2 separate regions of the Oryzias latipes genome follow, and region 1 is linked to region 2. Evidence: chromatin contacts called from public Hi-C data. All regions are on one chromosome and are shown on one strand. The core of a region is the stretch at or near the end of the contact, and the rest is flanking DNA. Distances in the headings are between cores, read along the strand shown.

What was found. A called contact is a pair of places that touch in the nucleus more often than the background predicts.
Region 1: a contact with region 2 is called in a Hi-C map of fibroblasts, with 3 times the contacts expected there. The contact joins the promoter of ppp1r3c here to the enhancer-like site in region 2. A contact is called at or near these places in 2 of 5 Hi-C or Micro-C datasets (embryo and fibroblasts).

Annotation. Positions count from the first base shown.
Region 1 is chr15:14,797,086-14,800,882 of ASM223467v1, reverse strand. ppp1r3c (protein phosphatase 1 regulatory subunit 3C) reads left to right here and starts at 2,009. Exons shown (of 2, transcript XM_004084983.4): 1 at 2,009-2,192; 2 at 2,431-3,797. The coding sequence starts at 2,179. The coding sequence ends at 3,430.
Region 2 is chr15:14,733,455-14,737,683 of ASM223467v1, reverse strand. It overlaps hectd2 (probable E3 ubiquitin-protein ligase HECTD2), which reads right to left. Exons shown (of 22, transcript XM_011484259.3): 18 at 1,451-1,538; 19 at 949-1,055. Among protein-coding and RNA genes, the nearest start is that of hectd2, 44 kb to the right of the region's middle. Within about 2 kb of position 2,758, at least 3 of the 8 cell types and tissues checked have an H3K27ac peak or open chromatin away from gene starts, as enhancers often do.

The DNA.
Region 1 (3,797 bases), core at 760-3,259, 64 kb before region 2:
TATCTTTTTTTTTTTTTTTTTGTCAGGGTATGCTGGTTCCAGAGAATGAATGGGAGAAGAGTGGATCCATGACTGAACCTCATCCTGGGATCAATGTCCTGGTATGGGACAGTCCTCTTTTGGGTCCACAAATGTTGGAACTGCAACTTCAAATCAGTAGAGATCCCACATTTGTTTTAATCTGTCCATGTTTTCACTGAATTTTACTCTGCAATAAAGGGTGAATGTTTGCACTTTGTTGTTCTATGACCATCTTTTGTTGTGTAGTATTTAACCAGCTATAAAACCCAGAGAGATGAGGATCTTTTTTGCAAGGGTGACCTGGCCAAGAGGTGTATATGTATATGGTTACAATATAAAATCAATGACATTTGAGTTATTAAAAAAATAAAATTAAGGTCAAGCAAAGTGACTTCGGGCTGAGCAGGGGAGGTGTATTGGGTATCTGTGATTGACAGTGAGATGAACTTGAGGTAATGTAGTCCCACTGCGTGGAACGGAGCAAAGTGATGCCAGTTTCTCCACAAAACCTGTGGAAGTTGATTTTTCTCCTCCACCTTCATATGATCAAAACCGTGTCTGAGTGTTGAAATGAGGCTAGCATGCCATGAAAGCTAAGAGAATAACGTACAAACAATCCCGAGTGAAACATTCATTTTAAATCTCATGACCAGTACAGAGTTCGATGGATTCAATGTCAACTGCATTCAACCACTGTTGCCTTGCTTCCAGGTCCACTGAAAAGTTGCACAAGGCAGTAATTTTTGACAACCGAAGGCAATAAACCGACAAGCCATGCTAGGGCTAACACGCTAACGACCGACTGGTACAGAATCAAACATGGGCGGGGCTTTTGCCACCCGCAGAAGCGTAGAGAAAGTGTAAGGGGCCATTCGATTGGCTAAAAGCGAACCCGCCTGCTTTCCCGATGAGTTTGATTGACAGATTCACTAGCCAATGGTGACATTAGTTGACCCGCTCCGTCAGATGAGTCTCAATATTCACCGTAGAAAAATCTCTCACACACACGGGGAGATTCACAAACGAGAACGGGAGTTTGAATGCACAGTCTGCAGTTCGAATGATCTGTGAGTTCACATCACATGTGTACCTAAAAATCATGTTTGTGAAGCACCTACTGTGTATTTCTGATACATTTATTGTGAATTTCTAAAATGTTTTTGTGAAAAACAGTGTGCACATTTGTGAGAAACACTTATTGTGCATTTGTAAAACATTTAGTGTGCATGTGTGAAACACAATCTGTGTGTTTGTGAAACACAGGGTGTGTATTTCCGAATTTATTTTTCACGTTTGCATAAAATGACATTTGTGAATCGGAGCGTGTGCATTTGTAAAACCGGTTGTGTGCATTTCTGATTATTGAGACTGAATTAACTCCATAGTTTCTGCCAGTAAAGGGATCTATAATCATTAGAAAATGTAACTTTAAGAAAAAAGTGGAGTCAAAGCTGGTTAGTCAAAGAGAAAAAAAAGTATTTGGCAATGCAGTGTTGACATTTGAACCTGGGACAAAGAGGGGCCCCTAGCAATTATGTTGTGAGTACACAAAGTGTTAAAAGACAATGACTTGGGGGGGGGGGGGGGGGGGTTGTAGGGGGTAAATGTTACTTTTTTACGTTTTTTTCTCCCAATTTGGTGTTAAATATTTTTTTAAAAAAAATAAATATTTTAAATATCAGTTTAAAAGATCTTGTCAAAGTCTGTGAAGATTTTTCGGTGCTGCTGGGGTTTTTCTTGGGCATGGGGAAGAAGATGGTCTGCGCCCAGGCAGAGAGACGGCCACTCCAGCAGGGGTCCATCAAGACTCTCCAACAACTAGCTGAGGAATCCCAACCACGACGCAACACGCCCCCTTCTAGCCGGCCGGCGGACGTGTCCTCCTCGAAGCTGATTGGTCGGTGACGAAGCCACTCGCCTTCTGATTTGCTGCTCAGGGAACCACATGATGGGATATGCAAATAGCCCCCGTGAGGCAGTTCAAATCTCAGAGAGAGGAGCCAACGCAGCACTGGAGGACTGAGGAGCGAGAAAGAGGCATATAAAGGGGGGAGTTCCTGCAGCGGGCACTTTAAGACAGAGCTGCTCTGCACATTTCCAACGCAGCTGAAAAGTTTCGAACCATTTCCGCATCTGAGGCGTTTTATTCTTTGTCCCATGAGTGCTGCAAGGTAAGGAGCTGGTGTTCACGTCGAATCCAAACGTGTTACCCTTTATTCGGTAATTACTACAAAATGTTGGAATTTAAGTCTGATTAATTTGAAATTTTGTGGTTTTACTGACTTTTAGTAGCTCTTTTGGTTAAAAAAACTGCACAAAAGTGTCAAAGTTTCCCCAAACTGTTTCCAGAAAGCACCATCTCTAACCTCCCCCTCCTCTCCTTTCTCTCTCCTCCTCCTCCTCCTTCAGTGTGCTCCCGTCTTTCAGTCCATCAGCAATGCCTGGCCCTGTAATGCCTATGGATGTGGCCATGAGATTCTACATTAGCCACTCTCCTCCTCTGCGAGGCTTCCTCAGCCCCTACGATGACCTGCAGAAGGCCAAGAACAGGGCCAACCAGTCCGCCCGCAGGCACAGCCAGCAGCTCTACAAGCCCCTGCGACCGTGCCTGCAGAAGGCAGTTAGTGATGGTAGCTGCGTGGCCTGGAACAAAAGCAAGGCCGGCAAAAAGAGGGTGGTGTTTGCCGACACCAAAGGCATGGCGCTCACCAACATCCACGTCTTCTCCAAGTTCGATGATGAACCGTACCAGATGAAGCAGAAGGATGAGATCACAGAGGAGCTGCAGTTCGACATGACAGACCTGGAAACAGCCACCATGGATTTAAAGATCAGCTCTGTTCGCAGCCTGGCACTTGACTTTAAACAGCCCTCGGCCGACTATCTGGACTTTCGGAACCGCCTGATTCAGAACTCCGTGTGCTTGGAGAACTGCTCCCTGCAGGAACGCTCTCTGACGGGGACCATCAAAGTCAGAAACATTGGGTTTGAGAAGTTGGTGCAAGTGCGCATCACCTACGACTCATGGGCCAGCTACACCGACGTGGACTGCACCTTCCTAAACAACGTCTACAACAGCCAGGACAATGACACCTTTGCGTTTGTCGTGGAGCTGCCATCCTACGTCCCGCCACAAAACCGAGTCGAGTTCTGCATCTGCTTCAAGGTCCAAGGCCAGGCTTTCTGGGACAATAACGATGGCAAGAATTACACCCTCAAACACAATGGCTGGAGCGGCGACAACGTGAGCAGAGCTTCTGAGCCAAAAAGGCTTTCAGAGCACAAAACTGGGGACGGGAAGGTACTTGACCTGGGGTTTGATCAGTTCGGCAGCCCACGCATGTCCAGCGGACTTTTTCCTGGTTGGCAGAGTTGGGGTCACTTTGATAACACCGTGCCTTACTGGTGAAAGCAGCAGGAGGTTCGCCACACCGGCACAAGATCACAGACACTGACAGGGCTCTTAGTGCAAATCCAGCTCTGGGGCTTCAACTCGACTGCCTCTCAGCCAGAAACTAAACTGAAGCGAACAAGCTCTGCTTTCAGAAGCAGAAGTAGTACAAAAAAAAGACAGAAACCTAAGTGTAATATGCTCAACTGACCTACTTTCTGCTGTAACATGGTCGTTCGGCCTGGTAAATGATTGAACAGTGGCTACCAGAGGAGGGATTTTTGGGGTAGGGGGGAAAGAGACCTTTTGTAAAATATTAATGTGCCTTCTTATCATGTCTGCCCACTAAAATACAGACTGATGCATGAGTTGAATATGCACTGAC
Region 2 (4,229 bases), core at 1,509-4,008:
CACCCAGAAATGGATTTATTTCTACTAGTTTCTGTGACCTCTATTAAGATTATGTTGTTAACAGAACTGGCATGTTGTCAAGAGGCCCACCTTACCACATTCTTATGATAACAGAAGAAAAAGGAGGTCAGGAGAAAGGCGTCTATTTATAGAACAGGGTCCTGAAAAAATCATCCACATTCATGCTTATCCTGGTATTGGCACATTTTTGATGCAGGTCATGTCCGTTTTTGCCCTTTTTAGCACATTTTAAATGATTTATGTTTTCTTTATTATTTGGAGTTTTTTTTAAACTGTAGAAAGTCTTTAAACGAGGAAGGACCAAAACATAACGTTTTTTTTCTTTTTTCACTCTTAAATGAGTTAAAAATGTATTCTTACCTTAAAATCTTCTAAAAAAATACTTAATTTCCCACCTAATTGGATTTTTGCAATGGAAACACCCGTTTCATCTAAAAGTACATGAAAATGACATTTGTATCAAGCTATCAGGCTGCCAAATGCAAATGTGGAAACTCCTTTTTTTTTGCAAAGTTTACTATATTTATGGTAGTTACAATTGATAAATAAAAACACAACATCAAGTGTAACTTTGAAAGGTTTGCTTAAATGAGACATATGTAAAACTCAAAGAAATGTATAAGTGGCTTACAATACATTTTTGCCAAAATGAAAAAAGGCATTTTCACAGAAAAATCTATAAATGTATAATAATTTAAACTACTGTCTGTTCTTGAAAATAAGGTGAAAAACTGTCAAATTAAGATGAAAACCAAAAAATGTATATTTGTCGCACACTGAACGTGTTTTTGTCTTTAACCTGTCCTGTGTTCAAACACAGTCACAGAATAAAAATATTGGCTTTTTAAAACCAAGATAAAATGTTTTTTATGCTTTTTTTGCGAGATTTTTCAAAATGATAAAACAAAAATTGAACTCCAAACTCACCATCAAGGCATCAGAGGCACACACACTATGGAAGCCGTGGTAAAAGGCAGCAAACTGTTTATAAATGGACTTATTCAGCAGGAAGTCGACATAGAGCTGGACATACTCTGCAGAAAAAGAAAATAAAAGCATTTTTATTATTCCATTACAAGCTGTCTGCTTGGTTCATTTGCTCTGCAAAAAAACCCCACTGCACCTGAATACTTGCAGGATGGAAAACCTTCATAAATAAAATAAAGGTTTGTACTTTATTTATTTGAAAATAAGAAGGCTTTTAAGCAAGTTTGAATAATATCCAACTTTACTGAAAGAGCTGATATTGCTGTGGTTCGAATGACCACTGCACAGAGGAACCATGGTTTTATTTCCAAAATATGTGCAAGACAAATATTCACAGCTCGGAGAAGAAGCTGGGCTTAAAACTGACTTTTTAGTTCCAAAAAATAAATAAAAATAAATATATAAATCTGGGATGTTATCATTCAAGTTAATATTGGCTCACCTTTTCTGTTCTGCTTGGTGACAGGGATTTTATCTCCTCCAGGCTTCAGGTTGTAGGATTTCATAATGCCCATCTCCTCCTGACTAATCTGGAACACAGAAAACAAAACCTTGACACAGGCACTGATAAAAAAGAAAACTGTTTTAGAATAGACCTTACTTTAAAGTTTCATAGTTACAAAATTACAAATGAGAACGTTTGAGTAGTCAGAGTAATTGACTCGCTAAGCACGTTTTCTAAAACGCAAGTACAACACATGGTGTTCACATTGGGCAACCAGGGATGGGCTTCTTCTTCTTATTCTATTACTTACCACAGATGTTCAGCACCTACATTTGGAAAATGCCAGGTGTGAAATGTCAAAGCAGTGCAAATCTTGCTGCAGACCTTTTCTTTCACAGCTCTATTCCAATTTCAGACTTGTTGTCTTATACTTCCAGCCATACACAAACTGCAATTATATTTTCCTCCATGGTCAATTTTTAATTGGTTGGCACTTTCATGTATTAAAAGGGATGGCATGCATACATCATTTTCAAATCCGGGTCCCTAATTGGTCAAAGTTCAACCTGCTTGAAACTGTCATACCAATCCAAGATGCAGCTTAAAAAAAGAAACCAATTCCAGTCACTGTTTTAACACTCGAGTTCATTTAAATAATGATGGACGACACTCCCAGATTGATTCTGTGTTATATTTAAACATTTCTAAAAAAAACACGCTTTTTTAATTTATACAACACAATTCAAACAAACAAAAAAATTTACCTATGTTTGCTAGGACTTTTTACATTATTCTAAGAATTTCATTGATTAAAACTATCCATGATAGTATGTGTGGCTTAAAAGAAAAGCTGATGTCATGCTGACATTTTTCCATCAAGCTGTAAATGCTTCAGAAAGATAGTTTTGCCCTCTACACATAGAAGCACTTCAAGTCAGTTGATGTGCAGACGACAGGAAGATGAATGGACATAGTAATTACCAAAAAATAGAAAAAGAACCTATGACATATTACTTATTCAGACACAAGGCAATGTGGAAGGTAAGTGACATCTTTACATGAAAATGACTGATGGATTCACCCCAGAACGTTTAAGTTGTTGTTCATTTTAAAGCAATATTTTTAACTAATTTATTAGTTATGTACCCCTTTAAAAACCCTGATTGTTATTGATGCACACCAAGGCAAGAATGCAAAAAACAGAGAAGCAGATTTTATTTTCTAAATAAATGTATGTAGTAATGGAGTTGTGACCGGGCCAAAGCATGTAAAAAAAAAAAATGGGGGCTGCAGATCCACACAGACAGGGCCAGTGTGCTGCAGGTCAGTGGAATATCTGTCACAGAGGTGCAACTGTTGACCCGCCTGTAGCTCTCACCGTGGCTTAAAATAACATCTCCAATGGTGTGCTTAAATAACCCGTCATCCCCAACTCTCCCTATAGAAGCCCACTGCCACATAAACGACTGTATTATGTGCGATTACGAAGCAGGTCTGACGAGCTTCGTTCATGAAACACGCAACGCAATACGAAAGGGCAGCAGTTAAGCACCGCAGCAACTAAGACAAACTGGAAGTGTGTTTTTAATACAAACAGATAAAAGTAAAAAGTCTAGACAAAACAAGGTTTTTGTAGAAATTTGGGCCGGTTTCAGTTACCAAACATATCAAACAAGAAAGCTGAATGTTCCAGTGCTTTCGAATGGGATGCTGGTTAGGTTAGATAGAAGGGCTTTCTTTCCTCCAAGAAGCCAAATTAGAAGCTACCAAGACTTACAAGCATTCAAAGGTGGCTTTGGCTCCTGGCAGCTGACTTCAACTCAACAAAAATGCCAGTCATGCGAAAGGTCACTTATTAAAAGAGAGTTCAATAGAGTGAGTGAGCTCAAAACAGCTGAAGAAAGACTTTCAGGAAGGCCCTTTCTTTCAATTCTGCTTTTAACATATATAAATCAGTGCCAGAAGAGTGAAATGTAAAGGAATGATTATGTAACTATAATATACTTGCTTTTTAAACAGCAGATGACTGAGCATTCAAGATAAAAACCAGCAAAATTCAGACAACAGTATTTAAAGACACAAATTATGGAAAATTCTTTAATATGACTTTTGTATACATAATACTGCCCCGATTTTAAAACTAAAAACAATATTTTAGCTAATCTGACTTCCAGATTGAAGCTTGATTAACAATGAACCCCTAGTGGATATTTGGTTAGTCTGTGTAGAATCTCATCCATCCAGGTTGATTCCATCAAAGTAATAGGTTAAAAAAAGGTCAACTGGACCTGGTTTATGTCATATCCTGTTATAATAGAGAAGTTGTAGCATTTAAAAACTGTACTAACAAATAAATTACCTGACCAGAGCTATTGTCCGTCTCTTTTACAGCTAATGGAGGAAAAAATAAATAAATATATATATATATATATATATATATATATATATTTTGATTGTGGCGCTCCATGTATGCTTTCCCTGCCAGCATCTTACACCCTGCAGTTATGTGCTGGATTGTTTCAGGCGGCTCTTTGCACAGCCTACACCTTGGGTATTGTCTGGAGTGGTAGATCTGAGCCTCTATCGCTCTGGTGCTCAGGGCTTGTTCCTGGGCTGAACACAAGATAAATAGGCACATGGATCAATTCATGAGTAACACACAGAAGGGTATTGGTAGAGACTCCAGAGGAGCCAAACACCAACTCCTGGTCGACAGAACAGTCGCTCAAGACTGCAAGTCACGACACACCAACCTGTGCACAGCCTGGATTGATTA